Regions from separate parts of the Mus musculus genome. Here regions 1 and 3 are each linked to region 2. Evidence: chromatin contacts called from public promoter capture Hi-C data. All regions are on one chromosome and are shown on one strand. The core of a region is the stretch at or near the end of the contact, and the rest is flanking DNA. Distances in the headings are between cores, read along the strand shown.

Evidence for each region. Promoter capture Hi-C pulls out the DNA fragments that hold promoters and counts their contacts.
Region 1: a contact with region 2 is called in a promoter capture Hi-C map of liver, with 2.4 times the contacts expected there. The contact joins the promoter of Nudt16l1 here to the promoter of Naa60 in region 2. A contact is called at or near these places in 1 of 39 promoter capture datasets (liver) and 1 of 484 Hi-C or Micro-C datasets (double positive thymocytes).
Region 3: a contact with region 2 is called in a promoter capture Hi-C map of liver, with 4 times the contacts expected there. The contact joins the promoter of Rogdi here to the promoter of Naa60 in region 2. A contact is called at or near these places in 3 of 39 promoter capture datasets (cranial neural crest, liver and pre-B cells).

The regions. Positions count from the first base shown.
Region 1 is chr16:4,936,721-4,940,491 of GRCm38.p6, forward strand. Nudt16l1 (nudix (nucleoside diphosphate linked moiety X)-type motif 16-like 1) reads left to right here and starts at 2,391. Exons shown (of 3, transcript NM_025839.4): 1 at 2,391-2,573; 2 at 2,658-2,918; 3 at 3,476-3,771. The coding sequence starts at 2,421. The coding sequence ends at 3,697. It overlaps Mgrn1 (mahogunin, ring finger 1), which reads left to right. Exons shown (of 17, transcript NM_029657.4): 17 at 176-1,576. Gm16861 (predicted gene, 16861) reads right to left here and starts at 2,865. Exons shown (of 3, transcript NR_037666.1): 1 at 2,651-2,865; 2 at 2,148-2,444.
Region 2 is chr16:3,882,175-3,886,429 of GRCm38.p6, forward strand. It overlaps Naa60 (N(alpha)-acetyltransferase 60, NatF catalytic subunit), which reads left to right and starts at 2,445. Exons shown (of 7, transcript NM_029090.3): 1 at 2,445-2,632. It also overlaps a transcript of Zfp597 not described here.
Region 3 is chr16:5,011,261-5,015,459 of GRCm38.p6, forward strand. Rogdi (rogdi homolog) reads right to left here and starts at 2,293. Exons shown (of 11, transcript NM_133185.2): 1 at 2,203-2,293; 2 at 2,043-2,114; 3 at 1,167-1,249; 4 at 981-1,035; 5 at 352-432. The coding sequence starts at 2,247. It overlaps Glyr1 (glyoxylate reductase 1 homolog (Arabidopsis)), which reads right to left. Exons shown (of 16, transcript NM_001079814.1): 16 at 2,642-4,199.

The DNA of each region.
Region 1 (3,771 bases), core at 1,141-3,640, 1.1 Mb after region 2:
CAAGGGTCCCTAGGTTTCTATGAGATCACATCTGCTATTCCTGCCAGATGGTATGTACCTGGGTTATGGGGTGGAGGGTGCTAGGTGGTCCTGCCCCTATGAGGTTCTGGTTTGATGAACAGATGCAAGACCACCAGTCAATCATGACCCCTCCTTCCTCTGCTCCCACCTACAGGATGGTCCACCTCCATGGAGACGCCACACAGCCTTGGCACCACCAGCTCCCCCTGGCCTCTGCTGAGTGGCTCTAGTCCTGAGCCTGGAGTTGCTGAGCTGACCCCATTCTGAAAGTCTGGCTTAGCGGGCAACACAGAGCCCTCAGCATCCCAAACATTGCCAGGAGGCTTCCCTGGACCCCAGCGAGACCCTGGCCTCTCTTGTCTGCACGCCTCATGTGGCCACTGGGATTTGAGGGTCCACAGTGAACCTTGATCAAATTGCACAGTGGGTTGTTCCTCCACACACCCTCCTTTTTTTACGGTCAATATATTTGTAAATGGTACAAGATGAAGGACAACAACTGTCTCCATGGGCCACGTGCCCTAGAAGGACTCTCCCCAACTGTCAAAGCTAATGCTTTGAGCACTTAGCAAACCAGCATAAGAGAATCTACCCATGGAATGTTCTGGAAGGTGGGCAGTCCAGGTTACAGTTGATGAAGGAAACAGTGCCTGTCTGCCTCTCATGTGTGACCCCAAGGCAGCCAGGCTGTCACTGCTGCTGTCACAGGCTGACACCTTACAGATGTCCTGACCATGGGTGACCCTCCTCGGAGCGTCCAGATCCCCTCCTGCTCTGCTCTATTACCTACTAGTGGTCCCTGGCAGCTGTGGGCAAGGCCTGGGTAGTCAGACTGTTAACACCACAGTCCTTAGCAGTGGTCAATGTCCAGTTCCCCCGCACAGGTCCTGCTTCACTCACATCCTCACCCGCTGCCAAGGTGGCGGTTTGTGCTTGCAGGGCAGCACTGCCCACCACCTGCCAGGGAGGAGCCTGAGCAGCTTCCATAGCAGATCCGTTGCCAGTTACCTGGCCTGTAAGCTTCTTACTGATTGATTGTCTAAGGCTCCTGTCAGAGCCCACCTAGAAGCAGGCTCCTAGTGATACTTTGTTTCCAAGGCAGAAGTGGCCCATGAGTGGCCCCAGAGCAGAGGTGCCCCAGGCAGTGCAGCTCCCTGGTGGGTTGGTAGAGGGACCTCAGCTTAAGGAACTGCCCTGCCACTCACCCAGGTGACAGCCTGTAGCAGTGCATGGAGACCCCTTTAGGCTCAGGGCTGCTCGAGCTCTGACTCTAACCCTGCTCCTTCCTAGCACAGCTCTGCACATCCATCTCTCTCTCTTGCTGAATGCACATATGTGCACACATGTCAGCATGTGCATGCTCACTCCCCCACTTCTCACCTGCCAACATCCTGGCCTCTGGCCGTGGCACTGGTGCCAGTACTTTGAAAGATGGGGTGCAGCCTACACACTTACCTGTCTCAGACTCACATGTACTATCATCTGATGTACTCTGATTGGCTAGTTTGGGTTCATTTTTACTGTATATTTATAGTAATAAAATCATGCAGCAATATTCTATGTGTGCCTTTGTTCTGGCACAGCACTATGTAGGCAGCAGCATTGTTGGCTTTTGGTGTAGTGACAGGACACTAGAGTGGTTTCTGGCAGAACTCCTGACAGGTTTTGTTGCTGCCTTCATTTGCTTGTGTGAGAGGGGCAGTGAGTGCCCCCTCCAAACATAGACAATGGTTTATTGCTATTTTGTTGCTTGCTGTGTCTGAAACTGGACTTGGAATTTGGCTCACCTCCACTGGGCAATTGATGAATCTTAGCCTCTAGGTGGGCAGGTGGTCCTAGTTCTTATACCCATCCCAACTCCTGTGATGTTTACTGAACATTAATCAATGTGCCAGAGAGGGGCAAAGCATAAGTAAGGCTTAGGTCCCCTGTCACTTGAGCTGGAGTCACTTAGACATTTAAGTTTTTTAAGGCATGATTTCATAGGCAGTGGAGCCACAAGCTCTGGGTGAAGCTCAGGGGAAAACCAGCCCCCTCATGGATGAGGTGGATATTGAGACTTCAGATGCCCTCTCAGGGATGTTCGGGACTGGAGACTGACACGTCTTGATAATCAGTGTACCTACCTGCTTAGGACAACCTGGTCTCCGTGCGGTGCGTCTTGGTAGCTGTAGTTTTCTGGTGGTTGTGGGGTCTCCTCTGCAACTTGGAGGGTGGCGAACTACATAACTCCACCCCCACCCCACCCCGCCTCCGCCAGGGTCTTTCCTGGGTTCAACCCCAGAAGCACAGGACTGGTGGAGGCGGGCTTTATGCACGTGGAAGCACGAGGATTGGGTCTGGTGTTGTGGGCGGGGTCGCGCATGCTCGTTTGGGCAGTGGGCCTGGAGCACATCAAGATGTCGACCACGACGGTTCCGGAGCTGAAACAGATCAGTCGGGAGGAAGCAATGCGCTTGGGGCCCGGCTGGAGTCATTCATGCCACGCCATGCTATACGCCGCCAACCCCGGGCAGCTTTTCGGACGTATCCCCATGCGTTTCTCAGTGCTGGTGAGGAGCTGGGCGGGCAAGCAGGGCGGATACAGGCTTGGGACGCCCAGTGGACCCCACGTCCTGACCAAGCTTACCTTGCAGATGCAGATGCGCTTCGACGGGCTGCTAGGCTTTCCCGGGGGTTTCGTGGACCGGCGCTTCTGGTCGCTGGAGGATGGCTTGAATCGGGTGCTGGGCCTGGGCCTGGGCGGCCTACGCCTTACCGAAGCTGATTACCTGAGTTCACACCTGACTGAGGGTCCACACCGTGTGGTGGCACATCTGTACGCACGGCAGCTGACATTGGAACAACTGCATGCTGTGGAGATCAGCGCTGTGCACTCACGGGACCACGGTCTGGAGGTGGGGCTACTGCCTGGGGCCCGCCCCCATTCCCACTCCTGAGGTTTGGCTCTGGCACCACAGAAGGCACCTTGGGTAACAAGTACCCCTCAGGGTCCTCACCCTGGCTATGCTGGGTGGGAAAAGGGACTTGGGATCTGGATCATGGGCTGTTTTCATTTGCCTTGTCTGCCATTGTCAATCCTGGGAGTGGGGCTTGGGGTCACTGGAAGGGATGAACAGGGCCTGCTTGGGAAATTGAGACCAAAAAGACCGGGTTGCATGCAGTGTTTGGGATTATCTCCTGAGAGGAAATTGGGGGATTTGTAGATTCTGTGGTCTAAGGGGCATGGAGTGAAACCAGGGATCATGGGGGTTGCTGCCAGACAGGGTGGGGAGTGCATAGGATTGACCTTGGAACTTGGAGAGAAGGCACTTTACTGCCACCAGCCTGGCCTGGCCAGACCCTGCCTGGGTCTCCCCTGTTTCTTTGGCAAACTGGTGGCTGACAGGCATCTCTGCCAGGGTCCTGCCTCTACAAGAAGAGCCCAGCCCCACTCATGCCCTCTGTCCCACAGGTCCTGGGCCTTGTACGGGTCCCACTGTACACACAGAAGGATCGAGTAGGCGGCTTTCCTAACTTTCTGAGCAACGCCTTCGTCAGCACTGCCAAATATCAACTTCTATTTGCCCTTAAGGTACTCAACATGATGCCCTCGGAAAAGCTGGCCGAGGCCTTGGCCTCAGCAACAGAGAAGCAGAAGAAGGCTCTAGAAAAGCTGCTCCCGCCCTCATCCTGAGGTGCTTCTTGTGCAGGTCCCTGCCCTCCCTTGGCTGTCTCTGCCCACAGGCCCTGGAATTCCCGAGACGCGTG
Region 2 (4,255 bases), core at 1,195-3,694:
TTTTACTTTGAAGTTTCAAATCTGAACATTTGGATAATGGAGAATACACTTAACATAGTTTTCTCGTTGATGTGTTAGCAATGTTATTTCAAGGCTGTGTCACAAGTTGCACTTATCACATGCCCTCTTGCTTCAGCCTCTCCTGTGCCAACACACCAAGACCAATCTTCAGTAAGTTTAATTAGAAATAATTTCAGTAATGACACACAAAGTATAATTGTATTGAATGCTCAAAGTGCCTGAATGGGTCTAACCCTGCTTCTCACAGCTGCTTGCATACAGTAGCACGAATAAATACATTAGTCTAGAGTTGTAAATTATATAAGTCTTCATTTTGTCACAGTGATTTTCCATTCCTCCTTAAAAATTAACAACTAGGGCTGGGGAGATGACTCAGTGATTAAGAGCACTGACTGCTCTTCCAGAGGTCCTGAGTTCAAGTCCCAGCAACCACAAAGTGGCTCACAACCATCTGTAATGGGATCTGATATACTCTTCTGGCATGTCTGAAGACAGCTACAGTGTAACAGTATAAATAAAAATAAATAATATTTTAAAAATTAAAAACTAATACTGACATAAAAGGAAAATATAAAGGTTGCTCTACATAGATTTTGCTAGCCATATATATCATACTTAACAGGCAAGACTGTTAGCTATTTATGGTTGATTTGTATCTATCCGGGGATGGAAGTGTACAAGGCTGGCAGCCTTCTACCATTTAGTGACATATGAAACCACAAAATTCTACAATTGAGGTACACCTTACTTTCCAAGATGTTTAAAGACTATGGCTTTTTATGTTTCTAAGATCGTGATGTTTTACACAGTTTGAGACACAAAAATGTATTGATGTGCCTTGGACCAGCCTCAGTCAGCCTCCCTCAATCCGCGGAAAAAAATTTCAGGGTTCCCGTTGCAGGCAGGCATGGAGTTGGGACGAAAAAGGTGACAAACAGACACAGACACAAGGGAGTGCTGTATCTGGATGTAATTTGTCAAATTGAGCACCAGTCTTATATTACAGACGAAAAACAAGAAGGCTAGGCGAATACATTTGCCAAGGTACATTGGTTCTTACACAAAACAAAGAAAATGCATACATAAAAAGATAATGGGAGCCAGGCCTTGTTTACAACTGAGAATAGAAACAATCCTTAATTAAGATCAGCCAAACACAGGAGCCAGGTGAATGCTCTGATGCAATGCTAGTCTATTGTTAAACCCACCTACAGTGGTCCTTTAGTAAATACCTGATTATGCTATTCCTCTGGGCCTAGTGAAAAACCTGCACCAGGGGAATTCCATTCTACTAACCCTTTCATGAGTAATACTCCAACCCACCTATTTCCTAGGCCATTGTGTATTCCTGTGTTTGGGTGAAACTCAGCTATTGTTCTAAGTAATTACTATGCAGACTGGCCCTGAGCTTTTCTAGCTCTGTTCTAGTAAATTGTAATGTCTGATTATTTTCACTGTCTCTACTAGAAGTGAATTTGAATGTTACTGAATAGGTAACATTCTTACTGAATTCCAAGCTCAGGGTCAGGACATTGGAACACTGACAAAGGCTTAGCTATATGTCAAAATCAATCCTTAAAGGCACTTATAATAAAACAATACTGAAAGAGAGCACACGAATCCATACACCAGACTAACGCTGGGACAGGGTTTGAGTATACGTGCTATTGGAATGCCAAGGCTCCAGGAGGCGAAGTTTCCGTGAAAGTCTTCACCTCATGACTGCTTCCAGGTTTCTAAACCTGTAATGCGAGTCACTACTGGAGTGGATGTAGCACTGATGTATTTCTTGGATATTAATATTTTTTTAAGGTTGGTTGAGCCTTTGACTACATACCATTTTAGTTATCTAAAAGCAAAGAATAAACTGTTGGTCAGCAAGCTTTTCTCTGGTTACACGAACTGAATTATCTCTGAATTACATCTGGATATAGAACTCCCACCCCCACCCAGCCCTGAAGGCCAATGTCACTTGTCCACTGCAATGATAGCTCACGACCACCCTTCTGTGGCTGTCAGCGCGAGCGCGGGGCGGTGCCTTTTGAGTCAGGGCTTCTAGCAATCACCAGCGCCAGCATCTATTAATACTAACCTCCAGTGGGGGAAGAGCAGGCCAGCGGCGGAGCCGTGCGTCTCAGGACTAGGGAGGCCTCGGAGCTCCTCTGACCCGCTTGATCGAGGAAAGGCGCCCTCTGACCCGCTTGATTGAGGAAAGGCGCGGAAACCCCGGCCCGCCGCCGCCGGTGTCCACGCATGCACGCAAGGGCAGCTGGGCGGCTCGCAGCTGTCTTGAGCTTCCGCCGCCAGTGCGGGAGGCTTCGGGAGCAGGTCCCGCCAGCGGCCAGAGGCTTGCCAGCTCCCAACATGGTGGCGGCGGCGTCAGGGAGGGCGGTGCCACATGGCGTAGCAGCCAATGATCTTCCGGGCTGCGCCGCCGGCAGCACAGGAGAGGCGGAAGTGCCGCGGGGCCGCCTTCCCTGTCCCGGCTGCGGCCCCTGCCGGTTACATAATCTGTCGCGGGGGACCGCGCAGTCCCACGTCCGGCTTCCCGGCTCCCCCAGGATGCGCTGAGCCTTGAGACACCGTCCGCTGCCGCCGGCTCCCGTCCGAGGTGAGGCAGCCGGGGGCCTCGGCGGGTGCAAATCGGGGCGGTGAGGAGGTCGCTGTCGCGACACCGAGGGCACTGCCCGCCCGTGGGAGGCCGGGTTTTCCGGAGAGCCCCTTACCCACCCCTGCGCGGGGCGCTTCTTAGCGCCCAGTTTGTTTCCGTGACGGCGGCGAGGGGCGCGGTGGGGCGTCGGGAATTGGCCTTTCTGGGGACCCTCAGCCAGTAATTGCAGGAATTGGGAGATGGAAAGGCGGCATCCTCTGGTTTTGGAGGTGAAGGGTCTGGTCGACTCTTCTAGCTCCAGCCTGCCTCCCTTAAGGGACTTGTTGAGCTGGGGGTAATTGTCGACTTTTTGCACGCGTGAAAGCCGAGGACCCTGCTTTAGGTCTGTCGCGTCTTTTCATTCCAGCAGTACTTTTGGTATTCCGGCACATGGAAGCTAAGCGGACCCTCCATAATCGCCTCTGACTTATTTCTTCTGAATTGGAGAAAACATTTGCCAAGGAGAAAAGGGGATCTATGACCAGTGCTGCTGTCTTGGGCTGGGGCTGTGGAGAGGGTACTCTGGGCCTTCTGAACCTCCAGCAAATGCCTGCCTTGCTGGTGTCAAAACCCAAGGCTTGGGGAGCCAGGCTGCAATAAACATAAACTTTGGCTCCTTTATTGATCTCTTAACTCTGCCAAGTCCCAGAGCCATGTGCTTTTGGGTCATTCTTGTCACCCTTTGGTCTTGAAAGAAGAGACTCACAGCCTAACTCTGTGGCTCCTGTGGTGTCTGGAGTGCTAATTAAGGAAGTTGCCAAAGAGCTTTTCCTTTTTCAAAGTACTAGAAACATAAAATCCCTGAATTAGTCTTGGCTTGTCTGCTGGCTTGTGTGACCCAGCAGGCAAAGTCATGTTACTCCCGAAATCATCTATGCAAAGACTTGAGTCCACAAAACCATGTGACATGGAGGAGAGTTTTAGAAGGCCTGTGACCTTGTTACCAGCCGAAATGTCAGGAAGAGGAAGGTCTGGGACAAAAACAGCATATAAGTACACACAGAGAGAGATGCACACACCAGTGAACTGCGAGTTAGTACAATGTGATTAAAAACTAGAGGATGCCGAAGGGCCATCGTGCCAAAGTAGTACACTGCTCATGGCAGGGAACATAAGTCTACACACCTCCTTTTAGGGTTTTTGTATACAACAAGAATAATATGCCAGATGTAAGCCCCCTGAGAGTGGGGTTTGCATTGACTCTTTAAAAAGGTTGTAGTTTGCTAGATTTTCATCTTACAGACCTAGACAACCCCACATCAGGCTTCCTGGGCTGGGTTTCCATGAAAATTGTTACATCTTGTCACAGAATTAAGTCTGGTCTGGTGTCAGCACACCAGCACCAGCATAAAACATACAATTTCGGGTTGTTGGTTTTTTTAAGTCTCAATGTGTCTTGTCCTTACTATCTTTAACCTCTTTAAGTTGTAACTTGAAGAGATTTTGTCAGTGTTTGTTTAACCACACCCACACACCCGTGTGGAGAGTATCTTTAGATTTGACTTGTCCAAGTTGCATAGCAACAACAAGCTTCTGACCAGAATGGAAGATTTCTGGATGTCAGATCTGAGGGATTAAAGATAG
Region 3 (4,199 bases), core at 1,043-3,542, 1.1 Mb after region 2:
CCAGGGAGAGCAAGGAGGGGGACCTGTAAACCAGCTTCAGATCAGGGTGTGTGTGCGTGTGCCCATGTGTGTCACATGGCCTGTGGGTAGGCAGAAAGCTTGTGGTTGATTCACAGTACATGGGAAGCCCCTGTTAAGTGACATTCAAAGGGACCTTCAGCTGTCCTAACATGGCCAGAGTCGCAAAACTAGGGCTGGTTTCACATCCCTAATGTGGAGCAGACTCTGCCCCCCCCTACCCCCAATTCTGCTATATTTGCTGTGGTCGCAAAGTCCCCACTGCAAGACTTGTCCAGGGAGGCCTTGGCTCGGGCCTGCCTTGGGCCGCCCAGGCTGAGTGCTGGACCTCACCTGCTGCAGCTTCCACTGCTTGTCTTCCCGGAAGGCCAAGTGCAACAACTGGTTGTTCCGAGGCATCTTCAGGTTCACATCCTGTGAGCCAGCAATGCAGTGGGGGGATGGCTGAGGCCCTAGGCGCCTCAGCCAGCCAGGAGGGAGATAAAGAGGAATGTCAAGAAATAGGAACTCAGACCCAGGAAGAACCACAAAGTGGTGGTGGTGGTGGTGGTGGGGGGGGGGGCGAGAGAAGCTGAGAAAGGGGAAGAGCTGGACAGGAGGTAGTGGTGTAGTCTGAACCGTGGGGACGGGCTGTCCCCCAGGGCCTTTGAGGCCTTAGATCAGAGGGTGGTGGCTCATTCAACTTTGATGCGGGGCCAGCCTGCCTAGGCTTCCAAAGTTTGTATTTCACAGGGTCCAGATGCCAGGCTGAACTAAGTGTAATGCCATCAGGTTCTTGTCCTTCCCCTCCTGGGATCTAAAGCCTATCTCATGAGGTAGTGTGAGGGTTGCCTGTGACATTACAGACATACAAGGAAACAGGTCAGAGACAACAAGGGTCAGAGCCAGGGTCACAGAGCTAGCTGGTGGCAGAGCTAAGCCATCACCATCCTTGTCACCAGCTGGACTGTTGGGGGACTCACCGCTTGGCTGAGGGCATCCCCTTGCAGAGTCAGAGTCCCTTTCACCTGGTCTGTGCTGTAACACACACGAGTCAGAGGAGCGCCTGCTACTGCTCCCTCCCCTTGCAGGCTGCCCCACCGTACCCTGGGCATTTCCTCCCCCCAGGTGTACACCCCTTCCAAAGGCTCCTGCCCAACCCAGCTCACCCACAGCTGCCCAGGATGAAGTTCTCCTGCTTGGCAGGGCCCTCGGTGCTGGGGCCTGGGAGAGTGAAGCGGAGAGAGGCCTCCTGTGGAAGACAGCGCAGTCCCAACACCTCACCTCAGTCTGGCCAGTGTTCCATTCCAAGGCCTGGATACTTTGCCAGGTTAGCAGGGGAAGGGACGAGGAGGGCAGGCCTGACCTGGCCCCTCTGCCTCTGCCCTACTAAACCTCCAAGATTTTATGAGCTCAGACCCGTTCATTCCAGTCCTGAGTATATCATGAGCAGCCAGGTGGAACACAGAACAGAGAGGCACAGTGCCTAGAAAGCTGGAGTGCTGTGATATGTGTGGGGAGCAGAGTCCCCGAATCAGACAATCAGTAGTCACAGTAACAGGCTTTGCTAGGTTACTGTCCTAGGCATTCTGTGAGATAGTTTATTTATCTTCACAAACAGACGTGTGAGCCTGGTTAGGGTAAGGGAACAGGCTCAGAAATCCGGGTAACTTGGCTGAGATCACTTCAGAGCTCGGATTATCAGTGTTGTTTTGAGACTGTTTTGTTTGAGACAGTGTTTCACAATGGAGCCTAAGGCTGGCTTCTAACTCATGAACCTCTAGCCTCACTCTTCCGAGTGCTGAAATCACAAGCTTTCACCACTACCCTGCTTGCTCACAGATAAATGTCAGTTTCGAAGATAGTTCACACTCAAGACCTGGTGCCCACTGCTTGTGTAATTACATGCCAGCATGTCTGCGTCTGAACTGTACTCTCAGAAGTGGGTATCTGCACGGGTCACGCTCAGCATCTGCTGTGTGCGATTGGCAGGACCCGGTGGATAGGAAGGATGGCAGGCCGGGCGGGACCAGCGGGAGCGTTACCTTGAGGATGTCCTGCAGCTGTCTCAGCACGGCGTGCACCTCAGCGTGCAGTAACCAGCGAAACTCCTCCTCCTGCGGACAGCGCGGCGTCAAACCCATCCCATCCCCGCCGCCGGTCGGCTGGCCGCCCGCCGCCCCCTGCCCGCCGAGCGCGTCCCACCAGTACTGCCCGCTCCGCGGCGCTCGCAGCCATCGCGGTCGCCATCCTCCTAGCCGCGCACCGTCTCTGAGGTCTGTAGTCAGGAGCTTGGCGCGCAACGCCCGCCCCTTTTTCGCCTCCTCCCGTGACCGATTGGCAAATAGGGCACAAGCTCCGCCCTCAAGCCGGCTACGCCTCAAGCGACTGGCTGTAGCTTCTAGTCCTGGCTGGTGAGTGGCTAGACGGATAGGCCACGCCTCGCCTTCTATCCGCCCGCCTCAATCCCTGTTTTTCAGCAGGGACCCGGGCTTTGGCCACCACTGATTGGTCGGCGGGGCCGTCCATCAAGTTATTCCAGTATTGTCCGGCTAGATGGAGCCCGCCCAGGGTTCCACCGGGAAAGAATCAGGTGAGTTGGCTCCTACCTAGGTCCCCCTAGCATTTGGGTACAATGATACAGTTATGGTACCAAGAAATGTTTTATTTTTTTTTCTTGCAGTAGCTTTGTTAATTGCACAAAATCATGTTTTGTTTTTTTGCCATTTAAACATTATCACACAATCCTATTCTGAAAGACAAATGTTCATTAAAAACAAAGTGAAAATAAAAATTCACAACCGTAATCACCTAGATCTGTCATTTCAAGGAAAAGCGGGAGTAGGGGCTTTCTTACAAGCATTTCCACAGTGTCACATTTTCTCCATAAAAGGAAAGGGTTTCAAAATGAAAGGTGAAATAGCTTAAACAGAAATAGTCATAAAAAGGAACTTTACAGAATTGTCAACAATATTAAGACAACATTGACTAACCGGTTTTCTTACAGCATCTTCCCCACCCCCAGCCCCCAGGACCAAGACAGGCTGTGTCCAGACAGAAACTGTTCAGCATCCCAGTGAATGGACAATTGCACTGAACTCCACAAGCATCCCCTGCCCCGTGCCCATGTCCTGAGATCCTTATCCCAGATGGAAAAGTTAAATCGTGGCTTTGAAAATCCAAACTCATGAGGAGGAAGGCTTCCTCGGGTGATTCCTCTCGTGTGACATTCTAAGCCTCTCTGGTCCCCTCTTCAAGGAGAAATGCTTCAAGTCCCAAAAAACCCAGAACTTGGAACCACTGGCAGAAGTAAGGTTCCTCATCAAAAGCCCAGCCTAGGAAATGCTCATCTAGGAAATGCTTATTATTGGTGTTGATCAGGCTGGGGCTGGGTCAAAAGAGGATGGGACAGAAATATCTCCATGGAAGGAAAAGGGGAAGAGGGACATGCAGGGGACCTGTGTAGAGCAGGCTGAACAGGTAGCCCAGCTCAAGAGCCTGGCGTAATGGAAACAGGAAGGAGCCGCCCATACACTTCACTGCTCCCAAGGCCCTTACGGCCCCTTCCCTTGGGCTGGAATGCAAATCCAAATGAAACCTCCTGGGAGGAACAGGCTCAGGACAGAAGACTGTAGACTCTGCTCCCCCTGAAGAGGGGTCTATGTGGCTATGCTGGTCTCTCTTCAGTTCACAGAGACACTCTGGGAGCTGCGGTGTAATGGTAGTGTCTACAGGAAAATCCTCCTCAGCTGGTGATCCACAGAGCCTCCTCAGGGAATCTGTTGGTTCATGATGGCTGAGGGGCCTCTCCTTTCAGGGGCCCAGTGGGGGCCAGTCTCTGTCCTGGGGAAGTTGAAAGCTTCCAGTGCTCCCTGTCAATTCTAGTCCCTCCAGTCTCTTGACCAGAAGGGGGCTAAGCTTGCAAGAACAGCCAGGCAGCAGTTTCTGGGTAGCTTCTATCCTGGGTGTGTGTGTGACAGAGACAGAGAACACAGAGGAACAGAGAGAATCCACAACCTCCTGCTCCAGGGTCAATCAAGGCCCAGCTCAAGAGCTTCTTCACAGCCACCAGGAGAGATAGATCCTCTTATCCCTGGCCAGGGCCTCAGGGAGACAGGGTGCTGCTGTGTACTGTGCTGATGCAAGTTTCAAAGTCTGTATAAAAGGAAATGGAGACAGGTGACTGGTCCAGAGCTAGTCCC